Linked DNA regions of Danio rerio: region 2 is linked to region 1. A link is a contact called in public HiChIP or PLAC-seq data. All regions are on one chromosome and are shown on one strand. The core of a region is the stretch at or near the end of the contact, and the rest is flanking DNA. Distances in the headings are between cores, read along the strand shown.

Region 1 (6,197 bases), core at 118-2,617:
CTTATATTTGCGAAACACTGTATATAAAATAAACATGCCACACTCAAATATTATAGGTCTGTATATTAAAAATGTTATAGCTTATTAATCGGCCACTATCAACCGCAAACTGAGAAATAAAATGTCAGCTATTAAACTTGGTTAAGGTTTTGTACAATAATCAAACTAAAGGGTTGAATAAAAACAGGACACTTTAAACAGCAAACAGACATAATGGAGGTTTTTTATGAGCTATCACAAATAATAATATTATTAATTATAGATATTGTATAATGAAAAAAATTACAACAAATAGAACAATTTTTATTTTATTAATATAATAACACACGTGGAAATTGACAAACGTCATAAAATAAATGATAACAATAACGATGCCCTTTTAGCTTTGTGTCAGTATCATATTGAATAATATAACATGCTTTATCATCAATTAAAAACTTGCAGTAAAAGCGCTTTATTCAGACTGTGATGTGAGTATCTTCGATTGTACACAAGACAACTGAAGAGCGCATGGTTGGAAATCTTGCAGAAATGTGGTGAACTCAATGGAAACGACGTAACTTTTAGTTCGACAGCGCTCTCTGGTGGATTATTACGGAATGATTTTGTCTTTTATTGTTTGTGGACAAGTACGTTATTTAAAAAAAACAAAAAACATAAAAAGATAATTTAGCAAAACTTTATTTAGCATATTTCCAAATATTTAAAAAAAAAAAAATATATATATATATATATATATATATATATATATATATATATATATTGTTTTGTATATATATATATATATATATATATATATATATATATATATTTTTTTTTTTTTTTTTTTTTTTTTAAATATTTGGAAATATGCTAAATAAAGTTTTGCTAAATTATCTTTTTATGTTTTTTGTTTTTTTTTTGTGGACAAGTACGTTATTTAAAAAAAAACAAAAACATAAAAAGATAATTTAGCAAAACTTTATTTAGCTTAATATAATAATATATATTATATAATATATATATATATATATGATATATATTATTCAGAGTGTGATGTGTGTATCTTCGATTGTACACAAGACAACCGAAGAGCGCATGGTTGGAAATCTTGCAGAAATGTGGTGAACTCAATGGAAACGACGTAACTTTTAGTTATATATATATAGTTAGTTAAATATATATATATATATATATATATATATATATATATATATATATATATATATATATATATATATATATATATATATATATATATATATATATATAATGAGATAATGAGAATCATAATTGACAAACGTAACCACCAAAGGTGCGGACTTTTATTTTGAACTCTAGTCCATTGTAGCGGTGCTTTTAAACTTGTCCAGATCAACGCTTCGCTTCCTCCTGTTACTAACAGCACAAACAAAAACAAACGGTAAAGTCTCACTCTATTGTTTTTCCTGTCATTTTCATTTAAAGTAAGAATATATATATGTTTATCATCAGTACAGTCTCAGTTTCTGTCAGTTATTGTGAATAACACGATAAGCTAACAGTTAGCCAGGCTGAGCTTAATTAATGTACCGATCATAATCTATAGCTTTTGACTTGAATTTAGCATGTAACAGATATCATGCTAAATAAACTATTACAAAAATAACCATGATTGCATTATAACTAAACATGTTATTTGTCACATTGATTACCAGTTGTATAACTAGTTTACTACTATAACGTTAGTGAAATGTAAGAAAAACATTGGGTAAATTGTGTTTACTATAGTTTAACTAACGTTGCAGTAATGTTTTTTTTGCTTACTTGTACCGTAAACTTGTGTTCTGCACAGAAAGCTATTAGTCTTCAAATGCAAAGTTTATTGTTTGATCAGAATGTTCCATTCTTTGCCCATAATTGTATTGTTTTTGTTTTTTTCTAGGTGATACCCCTGTCTGTTACTGAGATGTCTTTAGTGCGCATAAACCGTCCTTTCTATTGTGCTGGTAAAAGACCCATACGAACCAGAAAAGTGTCTGCACCAAAGAAAGAATGGGTGGTAAGTAAAGAATGTGATAAACTGTATAAGTTAAATTCATTTCTACAAGTAGTGCCTCATCATTTCTATTTTATTTTATTCTTTAGAGCACAGTCAATGATCTTTCAGTGCACAAAGCCACACCAGAGGAGCTGGTAAGATGTTTATATATTTTTTTCATGTATTTGGCCATAGTGTATTTTTAGCCAGGTATTGATCTGCTTTCAGGCTCGACGTCATGAGATGCACAGGTCTCAGAACAGAGTTGTTGCACAGTGGGAATTAAAAGAAAAGACTCTAACACGTAGACGGAGGAAGAACCAGCCCCTGAGTCCTCCAGGACTTGATAGAGCCAGGCGAGACATCATCAGAGAGGTGAGTAAGGATTGCATTTGCCCTACAAAATTAGGCTTGTTATAACAGGGTTTCTGCAGGGTCTTTAAAAGTGTTAAATCTCAAAATCCAAATTTTAGGCCTTAAAAAGTCTCAAATTTACCGAAATATTGTGTTGTTGATCTTACATCTTTTTTTAAACATGTTTTAATTTTTCTCTGTTCATGTATTTTTACCAAATTTGGCAACAACAAAAAAACATACAATCACCAGCAATCATCCCAATAAAAATTTAAACTTTTTATTTAAAAAGGTAATGTTTTTACTCTATCATAATGGTTTATTTATTTTACTTGCAGTAACATTTGTTTAAAAGTTCTCCGTGTATTTACTGCTAAGGACACCGACCTGGACAGATAGTTGTGCATAGATTTAGTTTACCATAGTTTTAAAAACTTTTAAAACATATGTTCATTTTTTAAAAATTATTTAAAAGAATGTTTATGTTGGAAAAAAAGTGTATGGATACAAGTAGATCTTGCTTGTTTTTAAACAATATTTAAAATATTTAGTTTAGAAACAAAATGCTAAATATTTTTATTTTTTATGATTAATGTGTTGTTTTATTAATACATGTTTTCAATTATATAATTTTTTTGGTAGGGCAAATAAAAATATTTTCCATCTTGCCCATTTGAAAAATTCCTTAGCGTTTAGCCCTTTATGGGTCTAAAACTTCATTCATGATGGTCTTAAAATTGTCCTAAAAAGTCTTAAATTTAACCTGCAGAAACCCTGTATAACTAAAGCTGGCAGGATCATCATCACTGTATCATAATTGGTTACATTTAAGGGCGTTCATTAAGATAGGATCAAACTTATAACTCCTATATTTTATATAAAAATAAAACATATATATTGAGCGAGGAATAGGCTATAAGCGCATATATATATATATATATATATATATATATATATATATATATATATATATATATATACTTTTTTTTATATAAAATATAGGAATTATAAGTTTGATCCTATCCTAATGAGCGCCCTTATAAAATTTAACGTAGTTATTAATTGTCTGCAAGCATCAGTGCTCATTGAGATAAGATTAAAAAAACAAACATATTAAAAATAAGATAAAAAAAAATATTGTTATAGCAACCTATGTGACTGCTTTGGGAAATAACACTCGTCGTAGACGTCACAGGATGACTGATCATGAAGGAACGTGTAGTCTGGCACATTTGCTACCCACGACACGTCACGATTTTAACAAGAAAAAAAATCGCACAATCTGACATAGTGGCTTTCGTAAAAAAAAAAAATCGTGTAATCTGACCGGGGCACTGTAGGAGTTCTGATATTGTAGAATATCACACGGCTGTCAGCCAATCAGATTTGAGAACCAGACAGAACTGTTGTGTGTGTGTGTGTGTGTGTGTGTGTGTATATATATATATATATATATATATATATATATATATATATATATATATATATATATATATATATATATATATTGTTCATGTCAAAAGTACACATTATCTGACTATTAATTAATACAAGTGCTATTTTGGGGTTTCCGCCTGGATTTTACCTACACAAATTCAAAAGCTTTCCAAATGCACATGCAGAGATGTAAATGCAAAAGTTTGGTATTATAAAAAAAACAACCTTAAAATTGTCATAAAACACTGTTGAAAGTGATTAAAATTGTTGTATATGTTGTCTGTTTTATAATAAAACCCTCCAAAAAAAGAGGCGCTTTGTTTTTTTTGTTTTTTTGTAAACTAAAATTTAAATGTGTACCTTTTTAGGTTCTGTGTGGTCCAGGTTGCAGTAATTAATTTAGGTGATTCCTGCACATGTCAGTAATCTTAGGAAAAAAAGAAAAATGTCTTTATCATAATCTATGCTAAATGTTATTTTATTTCAACTGATGAGAGAATGGAAACACTTATGGGGTATTGAGCCAGTACGGACCTTTTAAAATGTAAAAAATGTGGAAGTAAGTGACGTCAGGGACCCGGTACTGGGTTCGCAGAGTTTAGGAGGATCTGGAGAGTCTTACTAACATCATCTGTTTGTTCAGGTGTTTTCAGATCACTGTCAGCTGCAGGATGTCATTGCGCGATCAGACAGAGCTTTGGCTGTAGTGAAAGACCTTTTTGGCGATGCACCTCGTAGACGCACAGGTAGTCAATTATTGTGTTGTAGAAACAAGCATGCAAAAATGTATTATGTTCTTGTGCAAGCTCATAAGTTAAGAGTGTGTTATAGGATTCCCCAGCATTACCGTGGCACCTGACTGTGACTCTGACTCTGAGCTTCCTGTTCATCAAAAACTTGATCCTCCAACACAGCTGTCATTGCTCAGCCAGTCTATGATGGATCAGCAGGTATGGCCACACTAGTACCATCTACATTTTTCACCCTGTTAAAAACAATTCTCAAATAATGAAGCCTAATTTGTAGGCCCTCAATGAGTTGGAGGAGCATGAAGAAGAATGTGATGAAGTCCAGGATGCTTCTGTGCACCTCAAATCTGTGATGCACAGGTATGAAAGACTCTTCATTTCTTCTCTGCACTGCACACAATTTGTAATGAATTTTGATGGTGTTGTTTTAAAATGTTTGTCTTCAGGAAAAGAAATAAATGTAGGCCAAAGTCTTTTCCAAGAGGCTCAGATAATCATGAGCAAGATCTACCCCAGAAACCATGCACTACAGGAGTCAGAGAAGACTACGCAGGTAATGAAGACATCAGTGTATTTATCTTAATGCAAGTTAAACAAGAAATCAATATTATATGTATATTTTTTTCTTTTCTTTTTTTCTTTTCTAGCCCTCAATGCTACAGTGGCTGTAGAACAGCTCAAATCTAGACAGACTCATCCGGGTGTTAACCAGTCTACCTCATTTGTTGATCAGTTTCTAAACCCAGAGCCTGCTTCCTCTCAACACGGTAACTAGGTTTTTTTATTTAAAAAAAATATAATTTTATAGACCCCACCCCATCCCCTGCTAAAACAAAAAGATATGGGAGAAAGGTTCAATTATACATTTTAAATAAAATAAATAAATAAATGTATGTAGAAAAAAGAGAAAAATACAAAATAACAAATACAATAATTTATAAGTATAAAGGTTGGGAAGAAGAAAATTATACCTTTTCAAAATCATCCTCCAGTTTTTGTGTATCATTAAAAGTAAGTAATACATTGTTACAGCTTTTAAAAAGAAAAAGAATTTCCCTTCTGGTTTTTTGTGTTAGGCTTTATTTTTGTCCAAGAATAATTCTTAGCCACCCTGAGATCAAAGTGGGGTATGGTTAGGTATGGTATGGTTGGGTAACAATATTGTGCTGAGCAAGCACTGATGCAAAGGCCACCCAGATCTCCTCTTAGTTATTCAGAAGTCATCGCTGAGACTGAAAACCTAAAATTATGATTGAAAGAGTCATCTAATTTGATTTTGAGAAACATATGAAGTTTCAGGACCAATGTTTGCATTTTTCAAACATTTCTGGAATAACTAATTTAAACCCATAATAAATTAATTACAAGTTTTTAAAAATGTGTTGGAAAAAAAAATCTCTGTTAAGCAGCACTTGGGAAATATTTAAATAATATTTCTGGAATTTATATATTTCAATGATTTTAGGACCACTCACACCAAGCAAAATATAACTATAAAGATAACTATAACAATGAAGATAAAATTCCAAAAATTATAGTCAATTTAAAACAATAGTAGAGTTGAGATAACCGCTATTATAATCAGAGAAATTATATTGTTGGGATCACTTTCAGAAAGATTTTTCTCAGCATAATAAATGACAAAACAGACAGCCCTT
Region 2 (6,417 bases), core at 2,073-4,572, 160 kb before region 1:
TGTAGTTGTACCTTGCGTCTTTCCAAGGTACACTTTTTCGTTTTTTTTTTTTCTTCCTCGATGTACAATAGATGTCTGCTTATGTTTCCGGATTAAAACAAAGACTAAATCTGTTATTCGACAACTGTCCTCAATGTTATTGTTTTCTTGTATACTAAAATATCCCTTTATTTTGTCTGTATGTTGTGAGGATGTGCGTATGCTATGTTTGAAGTGTGAATTGTATGTGTGTGTGTTTTGCTGAATGGATCAGAATGGTTCTTGAGCTGATGTGGGGGATCGTTGGCCATGAAGTTTAGATATTTAATGATGAAACATTGACATCATTGAGCTATGATGACTATGTATTATGTTATAATGTGATGCTAAAACAGAAGAATATGTATTCTGTTACTATGTAATAAAATAAAACACATGATTTTTTTCTTCTCTGCTCCCTAACAGTGGATTGATAGACGTGGGTTGTTGTTACTATAGGAAACGAATAGGGTTTGCAGGAAGAAAAAAATGAGCAGTGAAATCTACACGGCTAGTCAAAAGGCTGAATTCAGAAAGAGATTTTTACATTTTAATTATGAGTTTGGTGTCATAAAGGATGCATCATATTGATCAAAAGTGGTTAATAATAATGCAAAAACACTCGATTTCAAATATCAGAAAGCTTCATATTATGAAATGACCTGAAATCACACACAATAGCATTAAGAATAGAATTAAATATAAATCAGTGCTTTTAATTTGTAGAATTGTTTTATTTTAAATCCAATTTGCCAGTTATGTTTAAGCACCACATGAACTGATTTTAAGTCTGAATTTAATAGGGTATATATTGGATTAAACAAACTGATTATGCCAAAATTGGTAAAATACCTGTAGGAATAAAATTTTAACATCTACACCTATGCATAATATTGTTTTGCCACTTAAAATGCTTGCCTTTTAAAAGTACCATCTCGGAAATAAAAGTACGTAAGCTGTCACTTGGGTGGTAAAGGTTACCATTTGTACTTAAAAGGTCAATATTGGTACCTCAGAAGTATATATTAGTACCTAAAAAATTAAGAGGAACACTTTTGTACTTTTTAGGTACTAATATGTACCCTTGAGGTAATAATATGGACCTTTTATGTACAAATTTGTACCATTTGAAAAGGTACCACCCCAGTGACAGCTCGCCTACCTTTATTTCTGAGAGTGTAGGATGGATTCTGATTGGCTGTTAATGTTTTTTTTGTTTTTTTTTTATCTCTGATTTAAACTATTGTTTCTTTGTGCTGTTATTGTTATAGTTGTAATTTAGACTTAAAGTTTCTAAAGCATGCTTGCAGGGAAACTGAGTTCTGTTGCATTATCGTTACAGCATTTTAGATTATGTTTAATGCTTTCATTATTGGCACTCTAAAAATGCCCTTATTAAAGAAAAAAAGCATTAAACATGAAATTTAATTGAAAAAAAATGTACATGCGAAAAAAATGATCAGGCCTAATTATGCGAACGGGCCTTAACAGTGGATTATATTTAATCATATACAAGGATGAAAAAGTTAAACAAACATTAAGATAAGGATACAGAACAATCAGAGATGCAATTTCGCTGGATTTACTTGATTAAGTAGTTTTTACTAAATTTAATATAAAGTACTTGGATTTATACACACACATCGGTTAAAATAAGTATTGAGCACATGACCATTTTTCTCAGAAAACATTCAGTTAAAATCAGAATTTTTAAACCCCCTTTGAAATTGATTTTCTTTTTTAAATATTCGCTAAATGATGTTAAATGGAGCAAGGACGTTTTTACAGAATGTCTGATAATATTTTTCTTCTGGAGAAAGTCTTATTTGTCTTATTTCGACTAGAATTAAAGTATTTTTTAAAAAATTTAATTTTAAAGTCAAAATTATTAGTCCCATAAGCTATATATTTTTGATAGTCTACAGAACAAACCATCATTATACAATAACTTGCCTAATTACCCTAGTTAAACCTTTAAATGTCACTTTAAGCTGTATAGAAGTATTTTGAACAATATCTAGTCAAATATTATTTACTGTCATCATGACAAAGATAAAATAAATCAGTTATTAGAAATGAGTTATTAAAACTAATATGTTTAGAAAACAGAAATTGGGGGAAAAAATAAACGGGTGCTAATAATTCAGGGAGTTTAATAATTCTTATTTATTCTGTATTTCTTTGAAATTTTCACCAGATGTCAGCAACAACCAAAGTTATCCACAAATGAAAAGAAACCAAAACTAATTACTTAAGAAATTAAGTTATGTGTAATTACTTGAAATGAGAGAGGGAAAACATAATAAACACATGCAGAAAGGGAGGCGTAAAAAGGCACGGAAAGCCCAAATTAAATCTTTCCAAGACTTTTGGAGTCTTGGCAAAAAATCACACCTGAGCAACAGATAAGACAAAATAGTCCATTATACAAAATATTAAATGCATTTAAATAGTTCAGTACTTTCTCCATGTGTCGTTCCATTGTTATTACACATAACTATTATATTTATTTTAGTTTATTTATTTGGATTGTTTTGGTTTTTTTAAAATTTGCATCAATGTCAACGGCTTTTTTAGAATTAAATGTACCAGGTGTTTTAATCAAACACCTAACTATAAATCATCAATTCAGAAAAACCCATTTTCCATAGCTGTAAATTCTTAAGTTTAAACATTAAATACATAGTTAAATACTTATGAATGCCACTTTTAACCCTGAACCAACATGGTGCCAAAGGTGGGACCTAAACATTGTTAATTATAAAATCTGATTGAATACCGAACCAATAAAATACTTTAAAATGTCAAATTCATAAATAACAATAACAAAATAGCCCAAATAAATACGCTTAAACATTTAATTGATATTTTCAATTAAGCCTACACTAAAAAAATGCTGTTTGTTTAAACAACTTATTTAAAATGAGCTGAAACAACACAATTCATTAGGTTGTTTTGAGACAACTCAATTGCTTTATGTTCAATCCACTTAAATTTGTAAAAACTAACAAGTTTTAATAATTCATTCATGTTGACCCAACACAAATCAATTGTGTGGAACCCTGCATTTTTTGCAGTGTATTCAATTTTACCCACAGTAATAATTACACAAATAAATACCAGAAGGAGTCCATTGAGGTCCATCCATACCATATGAGGGCGTATTGGCATTCAGAGAAAGTCCAGGCGGGGTCTGCCTCTGATGACGGAACGCGCGCGGATTCGCCTGTGCGTTTGCACGAGCAATAATGCGACGGATCACCAGGATGGCAGAAGCGCGTGCCCGGGCCAGTGCGCGCGCCTGAGGGTGACCCATCATCAATAGGAACTATGTTGCCTCCATCAAACACCGCATCCCTGCGCCTGTGGCCCGCAAACCCCCGCTGAAGCGCGAGTATGCCCACAGCTCGCCCGCGCTGCTGGAAGCTCCACATCGCCGCGCACAATGTATTTCAACCGACGCTCGAAGAAGATCCACAGCGAGGGAGGTAAGATGACATAATCTGCCGACGGGGGACGGTGGATGTGTTGACGCCTGCGTTTTCTTCTGTGCCGCTGGTCATTCGGATGCTCATTTTATTAGAGTATTATTCATTATTATGACATATTAGAGACGGGTTTTAGATGCTGTGATTGGTCAGCATCAGTCGTCCTGCACCTGCTCTTGTTGTGGGTGACCTGTGGTTTTCGCAGTGTAAACACACGGGTCACCAGGGTGACGTTTTGCTTTCAGTGATAAATTAGGGTCAAGTGTTCTTCTGAGATAAAGCGTGATGCGGCAACAATTAATCTTATCCAGATCTGCATTGACGTTTGAGAGAGAAACTCCCTCAGTGGGGTGTTTAGCTCGTCACGTGACTGTTTAAAGCGCTCTGACTTTCTAAGCTCATAGACAGGTCTGCATCACCTGTTGAGGGCATGTGCCTCTGGTTTAATGTCAACCTTTTTATTAATTACTTTATAATTAGGAAAGAAATAAGACAACGTATTTTCAATTAGATGCTGACATGTAGCTGAGGGGTTGACAATCTTTTAGATGCCACAAACCCCTAATGAGATCAGGACCTCAATCATAAAATGTAAAAATGTGCAATTACATAGTTTTGCTGTACAAAGTTGCAATTTACTGTGTTTAAGTCAGAAGTCAGAATTATCCCCCCCCCCCCCCCGTGCCTTATTAGCCCCATGTTTTTTTCATTAATTTCTGTTTAACAGATATTTTTTCAACACATTTCTAAACATAATAGTTTTAATAACTCATTTCTAATAACTGAAGTATTTTATCTTTGCCATGATGACAGTACATAATATTTGACTAGATATTTTTCAAGACACTTCTATACAGCTTAAAGTGACATTTAAATGCATAACTAATTAGTTTAACTAGGCAGGTTGGACTAATTATTCAATTTATTGTATAACGATGGTTTGTTCTGTAGACTATGGGAAAAAAAGCTCAAAGCGGCTAATAATGTTGACTTTAAATTAAAAAAAAAAAACTGCTTTTATTCTAGCCAAAATAAAACAAATTAGACTTTCTCTAGAAGAAAAAATATTATCAGACATACTGTGAAAATTTCCTTGCTCAGTTAAACATAATTTGGGAAATAATTAAAAAAGAAAACACAATTAAAGGTGGGGTACAATACTTGTCATTGGGGTGGTACCTTATACTAATATAGGGAAACTTTTACCTCACAGTTCCACATGTGCACCTTAAAGTTACACATTAATACCTATAAAGTTAGAATGTGTAATTCATAGTACATTAAAAGGTAAAACAAATTCCTTTTGAAAATGCAGTACCACAATGACAGACTTTCTACTTTAATTTTTAGAAAGTACATTTATTTGGGGACATTTAATTACATATTGAATATGTTTAATTAATATGTCTTCATTTAATTTAATCATATTTGTTTAATGTATTTTTTTATTCTAATAATCAGAGATAATATAATTACCATTGCATTGTTTGAAAGTTTTTTTTTAAATCATTTAATCATGTATTTACTGTAATATTTCATATTAATTCAGTGTAACAATTTTATGTAGGCCGCACAATGGTGCAGTGGGTATCGCTGCCGCCTCACAGCAAGAAGGTCGCTGGTTCGAGCCTCGGTTGGGTCAGTTGGCATTTCTGTGTGTTAGTCTGTGTGTTCACATGGGTTTCTTCCAGGTGCTCTGGTTTCCCCCACAAGTCCAAAGACATGCACTATAGGTGAATTGGGTATATGCTAAATTGTCTGTGGTGTATGTGTGTATGGGTGTTTCCCAGTAATGGGTTCCAGCTAGAAGGGCATCCGCTGAGTAAAACATATGCTGAATAAGTTGGCGGTTCATTCCGCTGTGGCGACCCCTGATTAATAAAGGGACTAAGCCGAAAAGAAAATTAATGAATGACAATTTTATGTAACATGAATTTAGTTTAATATATTATTTAATTCGATTTTCCTTTAAACATTCCATGGTTCTCTGTTTGAAAACCAGTTATATATTTATTTATAATTGGTTATATATATATATATATATTTTTTTTTATCTTTTGGTTTATTGTAATATTTGAATCATTATTAAATATACTTCACATGCTTACTCAGTTTCATTAAGTCATATTTAACATCTCTTTACAAAAATTAATGTAAAACAAATTCCTACTAAAATACATTAAACAAAACCTTTTATAGCAATAAGATTGAATTTAAGCAAGAAAGCATTGTTTTTAAAAGACACTGTTACAATAAAGAAATTGTATTGTTCTTTATAAAAGTATTTTATTTTATTTATTGGGTCTATTTTATGCAAAAACTGCTTTAAATGCCTGCAACGTGGGGTTTTATGTATAATAATAGTTTTTCTTTTAAGCAAGAATGTCGATTTTTTTTTTTTTTAAAGAAGTATTGCTTTTCAAATATATGCCATTTTTAGTTATTGTTGAGCATTTTTGTAATTTTAGCAATAAGATCTATTTTATTCAAGAAGACTAATTTCTAGATGCATACAATAAAGGCTTACATTCAAGAAAGTCTTCAAAAAAGAAAGAAAATATCTGTATCACTGCAGTCTTTTTAAGGCTCTGATGTGAATGGAAATGAGCCACTGAAACAATTATTATTATTACAAATCAAAGTAAAAGCTTCTGCATCTTTCTCCAGACAGCAATAAATACATTCAGTCAGGTTTACTTAATGCACAGGAGCCAAGAGCACATCACGAGAACATGCTCTCGAGAACAGAACAGAACGCTGCTGGGGGCAGGATTGAGAGATTGCAGATTGTTCTGGCAGCAGTTCTGTGCCAGCACGTGTTTATTCGGCAGGGCTTTGTTGGGTGATGAGTCTTTTTGACAGACTGACACATATGCATTGTGGATTACACTGGACGTTTGTTTAGCCTGCT

Evidence for each region. HiChIP or PLAC-seq counts read pairs in DNA pulled down with a chosen protein or histone mark.
Region 2: an H3K4me3 HiChIP or PLAC-seq map of gastrula embryo shows a contact between it and region 1, with 4 times the contacts expected there. The contact joins the promoter of atp8a2 here to the promoter of spice1 in region 1. A contact is called at or near these places in 4 of 18 Hi-C or Micro-C datasets (caudal fin, embryo, hematopoietic stem cells and 1 more) and 2 of 4 datasets of contacts at active chromatin or transcription factors (embryo and gastrula embryo).

The regions. Positions count from the first base shown.
Region 1 is chr24:25,219,693-25,225,889 of GRCz12tu, reverse strand. spice1 (spindle and centriole associated protein 1) reads left to right here and starts at 1,367. Exons shown (of 18, transcript NM_001008636.1): 1 at 1,367-1,402; 2 at 1,904-2,020; 3 at 2,107-2,154; 4 at 2,228-2,374; 5 at 4,434-4,536; 6 at 4,622-4,740; 7 at 4,817-4,899; 8 at 4,986-5,092; 9 at 5,187-5,306. The coding sequence starts at 1,928.
Region 2 is chr24:25,376,442-25,382,858 of GRCz12tu, reverse strand. It overlaps atp8a2 (ATPase phospholipid transporting 8A2), which reads left to right and starts at 3,322. Exons shown (of 37, transcript XR_012399299.1): 1 at 3,322-3,506. It overlaps rnf6 (ring finger protein (C3H2C3 type) 6), which reads left to right. Exons shown (of 4, transcript NM_001386592.1): 4 at 1-424.